Regions from separate parts of the Mus musculus genome. Here region 2 is linked to region 1. The links are chromatin contacts, called in public ChIA-PET maps. All regions are on one chromosome and are shown on one strand. Each heading gives the region's core, a stretch centred on a gene start, on an enhancer-like site or on the middle of the called end of the contact. The rest is flanking DNA. Distances are from core to core; before and after follow the strand shown. Region 1 has its middle 14 kb from the start of F630206G17Rik. Region 2 overlaps Adam19 (a disintegrin and metallopeptidase domain 19 (meltrin beta)).

Evidence for each region. ChIA-PET counts read pairs in DNA pulled down with a chosen protein or histone mark.
Region 2: a contact with region 1 is called in an RNA polymerase II ChIA-PET map of memory CD8 T cells, with 21 read pairs. The contact joins two enhancer-like sites. A contact is called at or near these places in 1 of 484 Hi-C or Micro-C datasets (B cells) and 1 of 115 datasets of contacts at active chromatin or transcription factors (memory CD8 T cells).

What each region holds. Positions count from the first base shown.
Region 1 is chr11:45,790,374-45,797,116 of GRCm38.p6, forward strand. No RefSeq gene overlaps it. Among named protein-coding and RNA genes, the nearest start is that of F630206G17Rik, 14 kb to the right of the region's middle. Within about 2 kb of position 4,413, at least 59 of the 459 cell types and tissues checked have an H3K27ac peak or open chromatin away from gene starts, as enhancers often do. A contact at or near this core is called in memory CD8 T cells, where this site is marked.
Region 2 is chr11:46,113,256-46,119,998 of GRCm38.p6, forward strand. Adam19 (a disintegrin and metallopeptidase domain 19 (meltrin beta)) reads left to right here. Exons shown (of 23, transcript NM_009616.4): 7 at 368-433; 8 at 5,165-5,236. Among named protein-coding and RNA genes, the nearest start is that of Mir8100, 14 kb to the left of the region's middle. Within about 2 kb of position 3,371, at least 67 of the 459 cell types and tissues checked have an H3K27ac peak or open chromatin away from gene starts, as enhancers often do. A contact at or near this core is called in memory CD8 T cells, where this site is marked.

The sequences.
Region 1 (6,743 bases), core at 3,163-5,662:
AGGTTATGTCTTCACAACATTTTAAAGTCATTTTAATCTGCTACACCATGAGACACGTCAGAAAACTAAGAGATTCCTGAAAGGCTTTCTCAACGGCAGTCACAACTTTTTGAGTGAGTCTGAAGTAAAATTCCTGACTCATGATCTCCAGGCAGAGAGGTTAATTCAAGAGTGGTCCTCTGCAAAGTCTGGGAGCATGCAAGGAAGAAGAGAGCTTATTCAGGTCTGGGGAACAACAGGAATTTCAAGCAGTCGCTGGCTCAGTTTGTAAAGCACTTGTCAGTCAAGGATGAGGGCCTGAGTTTGATCCCCTACACATAAACAAAGAGCCCTACGTAGCAGAGCGTGTATAATCCAGCAATGGGAAGTCAGTCAGAGATAATCCAGCAATGGGTAGTCAGAGACAGGAGCGCCCCTGGAGTGTGCTTGCCAACCAATCTAGCCAAATCAGCACAATCTGGGTTCAGTGAGAGACTCTGTCTCAATAGTAGCGGTAGTAGCAGCAGTAGTAGTCGTCGTCGTAGTAAATAATGATCATAATCGCAATCTGGAGAGCAATTGAAGAAGACATTGAATATTAGCCTCTGGCCTCCATATGCACGACACATGTGCTTGCATAACGTACATAAAGACACACAAAAAGAAACAAAATTCAAGGTGGGTTAAGGAGGTTTCATTTCTTTTATCTTCCATTCGTGCTCCCTTATCCAATCAAACCACCTGTAAAAGATTCCTGAGTATTTACAGACAAGCAAACGGGTGTGAAGGAAGTCTAAATTTTTAATTGTAAGTTTTGTGGGGAAAAATTAATATTTAATTATTTATTAAATTTCATGTGTTTGAGTGTTTTGGTTACGTGTTTGCCTGTGCATCACACATACATGGCCTGAGGAAGCCAGAAGAGGGCATTTGGTACTCAGGATTTGGTGTTACAGTTACTAGCTACCATGTGGGTGCTGGGATTCAAGCTCCAATCCTCTGGAAGAGTAGCCAATAGTCTCAACCACTGAGCCATCTCTTTAGTCACATCCCCTTCCCAAAATTCTTAATGTAAATTTAAGCATAAAAGCGTACTAATGGGCTGGAGAGATGGCTCAGTGGTTAAGAGCACCGACTGCTCTTCCGAAGGTCCTGAGTTCAAATCCCAGCAACCACATGGTGGCTCACAACCATCCATAATGAGACCTGATGCCCACTTCTGGTGCATCTGAAGACAGCTACAGTGTACTTAGATATAATAATAAATAAATCTTGAAAAAAAAGCGTACTAATGCCACAAACTTTCTACTGAACAGCCATGAAAGATATTGACTGGGTTAAGTTATCATGACTGAGACATGTGTGGTTTTCATAACGATAGAGATCATGCAGTTTTGGAAAAATAGGTTGCCACCCCATAACTCAGAACAACAGAGGAAAGAGATGCATGAGATGGATACACACCCTATAGGTATAGATACACACCCTATAGGTAGCATATGTATTTCAAGGAAGTGGGTGCCTAAGTGTGGGAAGAACCATGGTCCAGTACGACAGACAGCTCTGTGGTAAAGCTAAGTGACTGGCAATGTGGTTTTTTAGAGCTACTGCTTTGACTAGTAGAAGTTAAAGAGTTGAAGAGTTTAATCTCCCTCCCTCCCACAGGTCTCCTTGAGAGCTTATTTCTGTTCTTTTGTTGGTTACAACCTCTGAAAACCTACCAGCCAAGTGGTCCAGCAGCAGATGTGTGACATAGCTGTCTCTTCGTTCGAGTCTCTTCATTGAGTTTGGCTAGGGTGAAATCGCTAAGTGAGTTTGTTCTGTGGTCTAATGGGAAAATTTAAAACCTGGCTATTCCAGATGGAAGCTGCTACCAACTCCAAGACAAAAGGCTGCCCAGGCACCTACATAAACAATGGTGGCTGTATCTTCATCCAGTTTAAAACACACAAAGTTAAGAGTGTCTTCATTCAGCAAGGAGAGAAGCTTATGAGCAGAGATGCAAGCCCTTGCCCAAAATGAATGAGCAAGAAGAGAACTTTGTCTGGATGTGAACCTAACCCCTAATCTGACTCCTTACTTCAATTCTCCTTACTATTCTCCGTGGTCTCTCTGAAGCCTGGACCTTGCTGAAATGGGAGAAGTGGGTATCTCTGAATGTGAAGGTGACAACTGACGTTTGTCTCAGGTATGCATAACTGGATCGAGTTAGCATGTGAGACACTCATGACCACACACATGTTACTGAGGTGACAGTTTGGTTTGGGCTTTTAATCTCTGAATCTCGAAGAGCAAAATTCACAGAGACAAATATGATGCACTTTTAAAGGACTGGAGGTTATTGTTTTATATTTTTTTCATGCCTTTTGCATGTATAGGTGCTTTGTCTGTACATAGCTTTGTAGATCTGGTGCTGCCAGAAACCAGGAGAGGAACTGAGATCCCCTGGAACTGGAATTAAGAAGGTTGTGAGCGGCCACGTGGGTGCTGGGAATTGAACCCAGGTCTTTCACAAGAGCAGCAAGGTCTTTTGACTGCTTACACGTCTCTCTAGGCCCTGAAAAAGAGCTTTGATTGTAGAGAAGATTTAACAAAGGCTTTGAGGGTGACAGAAACCAAGCAAAGCTCCAGATGGAACCAAGGAAGGATGGTGAGAAAAGTAAACCCCCTGTGGTACATGGGGGGTGGGGGGGAGTATGGAGTGGGGCACAAATGGGTTGCACTGGGCTTCTTCGTGTAAGGATTTTTATAGGACTTACAGTAGAAAATGAACAGACTGGGGTGATTTCTACTGAGATTGGTTAATTCTCTGAGCACCTTGAATATTGAGAGGATGGAGAGCCAACAAGCTCAAGACCTGTGCCCCCACCCCCTGTACCAGGGACAGGCTCATGTGCTGCACACATGCTGCTCCTGTCATTGGGAGAATGGCCATGCCTTGATGTCCTCACTCCCTCTCTGACTCATTTTGATAGCTAGTGACTTTCATTGTGTTCTGGCCATTAGACATGGCCAGCCCCGTCACTCACTAACCTTGAAGTACTGCTAGCTATAGATTTTGCCAGGGTCTCTTAGCCCTTAGCTAAACCACGTCCTCTTACCAGCTTGCAAATTTACTTTGACCTCGAACTGACTCTTACCATAGTTGCCAAGATTGTAGCTGCAGACTTTATTGAGTGCATCATAAGTAGCCCCCTCACTACTTATCTATGGAGTGGCCTGGAATACCCTTGTTAGATATCATCTTACTTAAAGCTTACACGGGGCTGTATAAGAAACAAGATATGTATAAGGGCAAAAAGAGTGATTCATCACTTCATGGGAGTCACCAACCATAGCCTGCAGACACTGCCTTCCCAGAACCTGCCTGCCCTCTCTCTTACCTGGTCAGCTTGACTCGTCCCCAGCTACAAGTCTTACTTTCCTTCCATGCTGTTACTGACCTTGCCCTTTAGCTCTCACATCTGGTCTCACAGTAACATTTCTTCAGAGCCCACAGCCAACGCTCCTTGCTCTGCTCGATGCCGTCAGGCAGTGACCTACTTTCAAGTTCTTTCTATGTTTAGAAATTGTCATAATCAAACTCCAGATGGGTGGTAGAAGGGAACACAGTTGGTCAAGTGCTTGTCCTGAGTTTGGTCCCCGGGACCCCACATTTCTATTGTGGTGTTGTTGTTGTTGTCGTTGTCATTGCTTAAAGCCAGATGTAATAGTCTCTATCTGTTTTATCCCGTGTGTGTGTGTGTGTGTGTGTGTGTGTGTGTGTGTGCGCGCGCGCGCGCGAGCGCTCGAGCAGTTGCAGATTTTTGTAATGGGGTGTGCACAAGCCACAATACATGTGGAAGCCAGAGAACAACCTCACTCCTGGGTCCTTGCCTTCTAAGGAATGAAGGGTCTCTTTTTTGTTTGCAGTGGCTTAAGCCAGGCTAGATGGGCAACAAGCATTCAGGAATTCTTCTGTTTCTATCCCTAGGAATATCAGGATTACAGACATACATGTACCACCACACCCAGCTTTGTGTAGGACTTAAACTCAGGTCCTCAAGCTCGCTGGGCAATTGTTCCCCTCCCTGTGCCACCTTCCATGCCTAATTAGAGATGGCTTCACAGTTAAGGATGCACGCTGCTCATGCAGAGGACCAGAGTTTGATTCCCAGTACCCATAGCACATACCAAGGGAATTTGCCGCCCTCTTCCGGCCTCTGCTGGCACTGCATTCATATGTACAAACCCACTCAGACAGTAGTTTCTTTAAAGTGTGCTGCTATGCTATGGTCTTATACATTTTGTCTATTTGGAGTTACTTGCACTATTATAGGTAGTGCTAATGAACACACCCAAGTAAATGTATTTTCCCTAGAACTTCATAGCCTTTCACAAAAACAAGTAATTTTCCATGTGGGCTAGAGGCATGTACACACCACCACCACTTCCTGCTCTCTTACCTCAGCTCTATTTCCTCCTCTGCTCTGATTACTGAACAAGATAGTACACAAGAAGTGCCTGACACATAAACAACTCCCAACTTATAGCAGTTAATATTCTGTCCCCTAGTTGAGGTCTTAGATACCATAACACCTAACTGAAGGCATCTCTGGCAACCGAAACCTGCAAAATACATCAACAGCCAAAGGCAAAACAAGAGCATCTAATTTGCCTTAGCATGCCTTCTCACACAGTTTCAGCCATGCAAGAGGTGCTCAGTCGAGGAGGCTCCATTGGTTGGTAGAGACTTTGCCTACCTAACGGGCATGATAGCCTGAGTTCTATCAACAGCACTTTACAAAGTGGGTTCTCAGCACACACCTGTAAGCCCAGCACTCAGGTAGTAGAAGCAGAAGAATCAGAAGGCCATCTTTAGCTACAAGATGAGTTTGAGGCCAGTCTATGGAACATGAAATCTTTCCTTGTAAAAATTAGCTTTGAAAAAATAGCTGAATACATGAGAAAGTGAATGTATCATAAGAGCACGGTCTCCTGACTTTAATTCATCCAGGCACAAAACCAACCTCAACTACCCTTATAAACATGGCCCACTCTGTTCTTTCGGAAGTGGCTGAGTACACCTCTCCTTTGTTTTGTTAACTGGCTGATCCACCTCAATTAAGAGACCAAAGCTTCCTCAACACATGGTTCAGTCACTGGCTGGCAGCATTTGCCAGACAAAAGCACTCTCCACTCTCCGTATTCTGCTAAGACTGCCATAGTCTCCAGTGTGGAAAGCTGACAGAGCAAGCAGCTCATTATTCCCCTGCTCAGATGAGGAAACTGACGTTCAGGAAGAATTAATTTGTCCAAATTCTCTAGAGGAGCTTGCAGGGGACAAACGACCTCCACAGCTTCCTTGGCTCTAAGACTCGGTCTGCAATCTCTCTTCCTGTGACCCTCAAGGTACCAACAGGTTTCGTTGCTATGGTTACCGTTGGCATCCATAGCATCCATAGGCGACTGTTTTCACTTCCCTCCCAGATCCCCTGCTGGCTCTGCTGAACTGAACCTTGGAATTCTGACAGCAGAGGGGGCTGCTGAGCCAAACCCAAACTCTCCCAGCATGCCTGGCTCCTTCCCATCCTGAGTTCTGAGAAGTTCCTCAGGTCTCTGAGGCCAAGCAGAACAAAAAACCTCTGGAGATCTGTAACATGAAATATAATCCCAGACCAGCATGTGCTGTGGCCTTTTGCCAGTAACAACTTGTCTCCCCAGGAAAGTCCCTGCCAGGAAATGTTTTTTAAAATATATATATACATATCTAGCAGGGGTTCTCAAACCTGGCTGTACACCAGAAACCACTGGGCTGTTTGGTTTTGTTCATTTGTCTGACTTTCTTTTTTTGTTTGTTTGTTTTGTTTTGTTTTGTTTCTTTCTTTCTTCTTCTTCTTCTTTTTTTTTTTTTTTTGAGTCAGGGTCTCATTCATACAACCCAGGCTGGCCTCGAACTTGTTGTGTCACCAATTGGTGACTTTTAAACTCTTGATCACCTTGCCTATACCCAGCCACTAAACCCAGATTGTGTGTTTTTTTTTTCCTTTTCCATTTTTTATTAGGTATTTAGCTCATTTACATTTCCAATGCTATACCAAAAGTCCCCCATACCCACCCACCCCCACTCCCCAACCTACCCACTCCCCCTTTTTGGCCCTGGCGTTCCCCTGTACTGGGGCATATAAAGTTTGCGTGTCCAATGGGCCTCTCTTTCCAGTGATGGCCGACTAGGCCATCTTTGATACATATACAGCTAGAGTCAAGAGCTCCGGGGTACTGGTTAGTTCATAATGTTGTTCCACCTATAGGGTTGCAGATCCCTTTAGCTCCTTGGGTACTTTCTCTAGCTCCTCCATTGGGAGCCCTGTGATCCATCCATTAGCTGACTGTGAGCATCCACTTCTGTGTTTGCTAGGCCCCGGCATAGTTTCACAAGAGACAGCTACATCTGGGTCCTTTCGATAAAATCTTGCTAGTGTATGCAATGGTGTCAGCGTTTGGATGCTGATTATGGGGTGGATCCCTGGATATGGCAGTCTCTACAAGGTCCATCCTTTCATCTCAGCTCCAAACTTTGTCTCTGTAACTCCTTCCAAGGGTGTTTTGTTCCCACTTCTAAGGAGGGGCATAGTGTCCACACTTCAGTCTTCATTTTTCTTGAGTTTCATGTGTTTAGGAAATTGTATCTTATATCTTGGGTATCCTAGGTTTTGGGCTATGTGTTTTTAATTATTGATTTATTTATCTACTTATTTATTCATCTAATTACTAGATTAGTGTTC
Region 2 (6,743 bases), core at 2,121-4,620, 320 kb after region 1:
TGATGTACAATATTTGTTTTGTTCACACTGAGAACAGAGGTCTGTGGTCTCAAAGTTACTTGGGAACTAAGCTGTCGGCATGTTCCCTTGTGGGGTGCTGGCCTCAATTTTTGCCTGTGCTAGCCAGTTTGGCTTCTTTGTTTTTTGAGACTAGAGGATTAGATCCCATGGCTCAGAAAGGCCTTGAGTAATAACCCGTTGCAGATGGTGATGGTGGGCTGCAGCCAGAACTGTCCCTAACGCCTAAATGTAAAAGAAGTAAAAAGGTCACAGCTTATTAACCAATGTGGTTCTCAGCTGCCTTTTGGAATGAGCTGGAGCCAGCCATTTCTACTGCACTGACCTGCTTCTGTCTCTTCTTGTCCAGATGAAACGGGAAGATCTACACTCTATGAAGTACGTGGAGCTTTACCTGGTGGCTGATTATGCAGAGGTAAGGGGTCAGCAATGGATTTCAGCAAACAGAAAACAAAACAAAAAACAAGAAACAAACAGACAAACCTTCTCTCTTGAAAGCACCAACTCATCACATTCATCTTTTTCTAGTTTATCATATAAATTTGATCCTAAATCTGACCTTAAATCTAGCCATTTTCTATTTTTGGCTGTGCGCCTAGCCTTTAATGGCTGAGCCATCTCTCCAGCCCTCTTCTAGCCATTTTAAACAGTAAGGAAAAAAAAAAGAAAACAGCAAAAAGCCAAGGAAAGGCACTCCTAGGACAGCCACGGAAGCACGGGCTTTGCTTAGACTGGATCTCATGGTCCTACAGTTTGGATGCTTTCTCTTAGGACTGTCTGTAATCCTTCAGAGAATCCTGTAGACTTCTGTTTTACAAAGGTATCAGGCGCCTGCCGCATCTGATCAGATACAGTCTTCTCACATGTGTATCTATTTTTATAACCATGTTGCTGCTTCCTAAATGTCCCCAGAGCAGCAGCATCTGTGGCACCTGGGAACTGTGAAAAAATGCAAATTTTTTAGCCTCACTCCAGATCTCTCGAACCCCAGATCATCAGGGTGGGGGTCCCACAATCCATGGTTTCATAAGACATCGGATTGGTTTTGATGCATAGCGGGTAAGCTTGGGAAACACTGGCCTAAAAGAGCAGGATAGTCCCTTGACTCATTTTCCTCGAATTGGACAGGCCCCAAGATTTCACAGACACCTGTCCACCTGGCCCAGTCATTTGTCTCACTTTTTCAGGCGACTTCCTGATTTTTTCTGTGCCGTTCCAACATAGTGCTTGGCATCAGGATGCAGCCGTGAGCCAGAGCTGCTCTTGAATCTGAACTTTGCTGTAGAAGCACAAAACCCTTGTAGCTCTAGGCATGGGAGCCACTGAAATGGGCCCTTGGTGATGCTTAAAATGCACACAGCAGATCTGGTGTGGTTTAGAGCCTTGGTAGACCCTCTCTGATCTGGTGATGCCAAAGATGGCAGGTGGCGTGTAAAGAAAGCTTGAATGGAGACTTATCCTGGAGTCCAGGAGTTCTGTTTCCTCCTGGAAGCCCTCCATGCACCCACCACCCATATTTCCATTAACCATGCATTACCTTCAAGTCCCATACCGTGTGGTGACATGACCACAGCCAAACACTCTTTCCTGTGCCCTGGCTGAGCACTGCAAAACTCCATGAAAGTGGGGGTGGGGGCTCATCACTGTATCATGGTCTCCTGTCCTCTCTACTTGGGGCTACCAGCTTCCCCAGTGGCCTCTTTCTTTGCAGCTCCACAGCGTGGGTCGGAGCAATGCCAGCGGGTGAGGGAGTTCTAGCCCAGGTTTGAGAGCTTATTTTCAGAGCTAGAGGTCGGAAGAGAAGGATCTTTAGCCTTCTTTCTTAAAGACAGGAGGAGTTCACTGGGCAGCGAAGTGGAGGTGAAGGGCTTTCCTGGGAGGGAACATTGTGTTTACTTTCAAAAGAGTTTAGCTTTCTTAAGCTGATGTTGGCATTGTTCCCCCCACCCCACCCCCCAGCAGTCAGGAATGGGTGGGTTCTAGGGTTTTTGTTTTCTTTCTACAGATTGATGTGTAGATGGGGGAGCAGCAACAAAGGTTGGCTTCAAAGCCAGCCAAGTAACCCACTTAGCCCCACCCCATAGCGGCACCTTTGGCTCTCTGTATTGTGAAGGTTCCTGGGGGAAAGCAAGGTCTTTCCTCCCAGAGAGTTCTCCATTTAAGCTTTATATCTTGTATCGTCTGATACAAGGTCTTTCGTCATTTTTCCTAAGATTGTTCAGATAAAATGTCCTGAGACTCCAATGGAGTGAGGCACTTAGAACCCCCCCCCCCCGCTCCAGTTTAAGGGAGGAGTATTATTCTTTTGCCCAGTGGGTCCTTGGTGCAGGGTTTTACAAGCCACTTAACCTGTGAGTCTCCAGCAGGCATAGAAGAGGAGGAGTTGGGGAGTGGTCTGTTGCTGGGTAGCTAGACTCCCAGCAAACCAGGCAAGAAAAGGCTCTGTTTGAAGGTGTGCCACCATGGCTGTGGGACCACCCAGAGGATCTTACTGATGCAGGGGAGTGAAGCACCCCTTAAAAAGCACCAGTCAGTCACATAGACATCCTCACCCCCTTAGCTACAAGTCACCCCCATGACTCGTACCTCTTGCTGAGTCAGGGATCTCTCAGTTCTCAGTGTCATGAACATCTCTCAGCTGTAGGCTTTGAATGATTCATGTCAGGGTTGGATCAGGCCAGGCAAGATTTGCAGCCCAGAATCTGCTGGCAGAAATATATTCCTGGTCGTTAATCTGAGCATGCAGGAAGATGAATCAAGGGAAGGATGTAGTATTTGTGATTTATCCCCCAGTGCTGAGACACAGCCGCTATCTCCGGGCTCGGAACTCACAGCAGCCAGAGGGATGCTTCGAGTGGGAAAGCAAGCTCTGGGCAGTGAGGTTGTGCTATTGGCATCTAGAGAGAGCTGTCAGCAGTAAGCAAGCAAGCAAGCAAGCAAGCAAGCAAGCAGTGGCTCTCTGCCTGGGCCAAGATCGAGGTGGGAGCTTCTGGGATGATTCTCAGCATGTCCATTCTGTAGGCAAGGAGGCGTGTGAGAGAGCTGCTTGGGTGGATCCTGGCACATTCCCTCATTTATTAAGTGAAATAGAATGCAATGGGAGCAAAGAGGGGGGCTTACGTTGGGGGAGGGGAAAGAATGGGTTTAGACATAGGGCTGTAAAGAACTTTGGTGGTACCAGCAGGATGTAAGATATCTGGGAAAGGCTGGCCTACCGTGTTATATGACCGGGGTTGCCTCAGAAAGGGTAACACTGAAGCACATATTTTTTAAGACTGGAGGTTGTAAACTACAGCCCATGTGAACCTATCACATGTTCCTATGAGTATTATTCTGGAGCAGGGCCATACCATTTGATTTATGGTATCCTGGAAGCTTCTAAGCAACCAAGGAGAACTGGGTAGCTGTGCTCCACCAAGGCAGAACTGAGCAGCTGTGGTCTACGATCATGTGGTCTACCAAGCCTCATCATGTTTACTCAGTAGCGCTTTGTAGAATAAGCTTACCAACTCCTGCTTCAGAGTCTTCTGGAAAACATGACACACTGTTTCAACTATGGTGGCCTCACTGGGCCTTACTGTTTGAGGATAGGATTAATATATTTGGAAGCCAGAAATCTCTTCCCAATGCAGTAATAAATGTTTACTAAATAAGTGGAAAGACTCTTGCCACAGGACTAGTTTAGAAGTCAGGAGGTCTTGGTAATAGAAACTTCTAGATTAAACAGTTTGCAAAGGTCTATGCAACAGGGTTCTAGAATTTACCTCTGTAGGAGATAAGGGTAGCAAAGGAGTTCTTTTCTGGTGAGTGTCAGTTCCAAAGAAGTCAAGGACTGTTGCAGAATTAATACAAGAGGGAGGAAGTGGTGTACCAGAGCTGGGAGTCAGCCCTTGCCAAACCAATACTCTAGGGCACCTCATTTGGGTATTCTGGAAGAGCTGGAGGAGGAAACCTGTAACGGCTTGAATAAGGAATACCCACCTAACAATACCTTCACTAGCTATCCAGATTCTGGGTCAAAATGACAGCACACAGGGCATGTCTATCCTTTAGGGCAGGGGGAGGTTACAGTTCTAAAATCTTTTCGTCTTCCCATCCTGACAATTTCCCTACTTCATTATTGAAGGTGAAAGAGGTCTGTCCTTTTCAGACAGAAGTGGTAATACAAAGCCTCCTAATGGGGCTTTAGGCAGACATTCTAATCAAGTTCAGCACACTCTTCTCTCCTATGCCCCATTATCGATGTCTGATTTCACAGTGATGATGAAGTCAAAGAGTCTTTCTCACCAAAGAAGGCACTGCCTCTTGGAATCATGTGGAAGGCAAAACCATGTTGATGCCACATGGCCCTGTTGGCAGCACCCCCTATGTGACATTTGCATGCCCCCCCCCCACTGCAGTTAGTCCGTGTAGGTTCTCAGTGAGTTTCTTAGCTCTTTTTTTTTTTTTTTTTGGTTTGGTTTTTCGAGACAGGGTTTCTCTGTGTAGCCCTGACTGTCCTGGAACTCACTTTGTAGACCAGGCTGGCCTCGAACTCAGAAATCCGCCTGCCTCTGCCTCCCGAGTGCTGGGATTAAAGGCGTGCGCCACCACACCCGGCTTCTTAGCTCTTTTAAATTGTGTCCTTCTTTCTTAAGTAGAGGATTTGTTGTTATGGTTATTTCTGGCTCTCCCTCCACTGTGACTGAAGCTCTTGTAGGGTGTCATCAAGACCTGACATCCATATGCCCCTTTTGTGCTAAGCACCACAGCTTGTCCATAGAGCAGTTTAGCAACCATTAGATCAGTGACAACTGACCACATGTAGGAGAAAGCCTTATAAGATGTGTGATGGTGGCTTCCTATTGGGTTGATGAGCAAAGCAAAGAGACCATTCCCTCCTCTGATTGATCAGTGAGCTAACCGGAAGCATTGTAATATAAAGTCAGGAAAATAACTACCTGAAGGGGCTGGAAGAAGATAATCACATCTGCTCTGGTTGCTTCCTTGCCCTGGGAGATGGAGGTAGCCAAGATAGATCTCACTCAGGTTCTTCCTGCTGAGAGCCATGGGAAGGGCTATTACTGAAAAATGACTGCACACGGAAGACCCTTGGGTGAGAGCTGTGGAGGGGTCTGTCTCACCTGGTTCTGTTTGTCCTGTTTAGTTTCAGAAGAATCGACATGACCAGGATGCCACCAAACGCAAGCTCATGGAGATTGCCAACTATGTTGATAAGGTGAGACCAGGTGTGTACTTTCTGGGGGAGATTGCTGCACCTCAGACAGTCTGCAGGGCAAGAAGTCACACACACCTGAGCTCTTGTTGCTGATTTGGGACCCTGAGCTATCAACCAGAGGCAAACAACTCAGCTTCTTGGGTCAGGTTTTTGTCTTTTGTTGGTTTGTGTGAGTGTTTGGGGGCCTTTTGTTTTTCTCTGTTTTAATTTATAAACTACAAGCACTGGCTTAAGTCAGTGGCTTTCAGTTATGTTTATAGTTTTCTGATGGAAATCATGTTTCAAAAATGACATCTTGTGCCCCTGCCCATGTAAAAGTCACATGGAAGCAGATGGCTGGAAACAGACATGCGCCTGGCTCTGACCCCCTGACCTTTCTCACAAATGAAGTGGGTTTTGAGGCACACTGAGCAAGGGAGAGCCCAGTTTAAAAGGCATCAAGGATGTGTTCCCTCTGGGTGAAAGCCCGGGGATTCTTTGACTTAGATGTTGAAGTGGATCGGGATGTTTCTAGGGAGACTACGAATAGTTATACTTCTTCAGTCGGGTTGTTTCAACCATGCACTTAGGAAATTCACAGAAGTTTGAGCTGCACTCATGGGGTATTCTCAGACCGTGAAGTATTCTATGCGAAAGCAAGTTCTAGCACAAAAGGCAGAGAACAAAACTTTGCAATGGCAGCTCCTCTCCACAAGCAAAGCTTTGACGTGTTTGGTCATGTGCCTCCTTTTAAGGGGCAGTCCTGGTGGGTAGAACTAAGGTTGCATGTTTGCCAGTGGCTGACAGTCCCAGCCCTGGGGTCTCTTGTCTCTTTGAGACTCTGATAACCACTTCAGGACCTGTAGAACTTTGAAGGCTTTCTTGGCCAGCGAGAGGTTCACGGATCCTAGATCTCAGGCTGGAGAGATGGTTCATCCGATAACAAATAGAAATTAGAAACTTTCAAACTGGGCGGTGGTGATACATACCTTTAATCCCAGCACTGGGGAGGCAGAGGCAGGTCTCTGAGCTCAAGGCCAGCCTGCTCTACAAAGTGAGTTTCCAGAATAGCCAGGGCTACACAGAGAAACCTTGTCTCTAAAAACCATAAACAAACAAACAAACAAATGTTAAAAATTAAACTTTCAGGGCTTAAAAGGCAGAGTTGATTGCTGTGGAATTACTAGATGAAAAGTTCACAGCCTTGTATTTTTTTTTCTCTGCCCTCAACAGCTGTGGAAAGAGGCCACTGGTATGTAACAGGTGAAAGCCAAACACTAGCCTTTCCTGGAGGGAAGGATTCTAGGGACACAGTAGAGTCCTGTGTCCAGCTCCTAACTCACCAGCAATAGCGTCTCAGCGATCCTGTAACCAAACACCCAACATCTGGAGAAGTGTGTTTTCCCTGGGGATACAGGAAGCTGATCCTACCGCCACCTGTGTAGCAACCATTGTCCCAGACCCGACTCAGGGGAGGTGCAGGGCTTGGCTGGCTGGCTCTAGGAATTTTCTTCCTGCACTGGGTGAT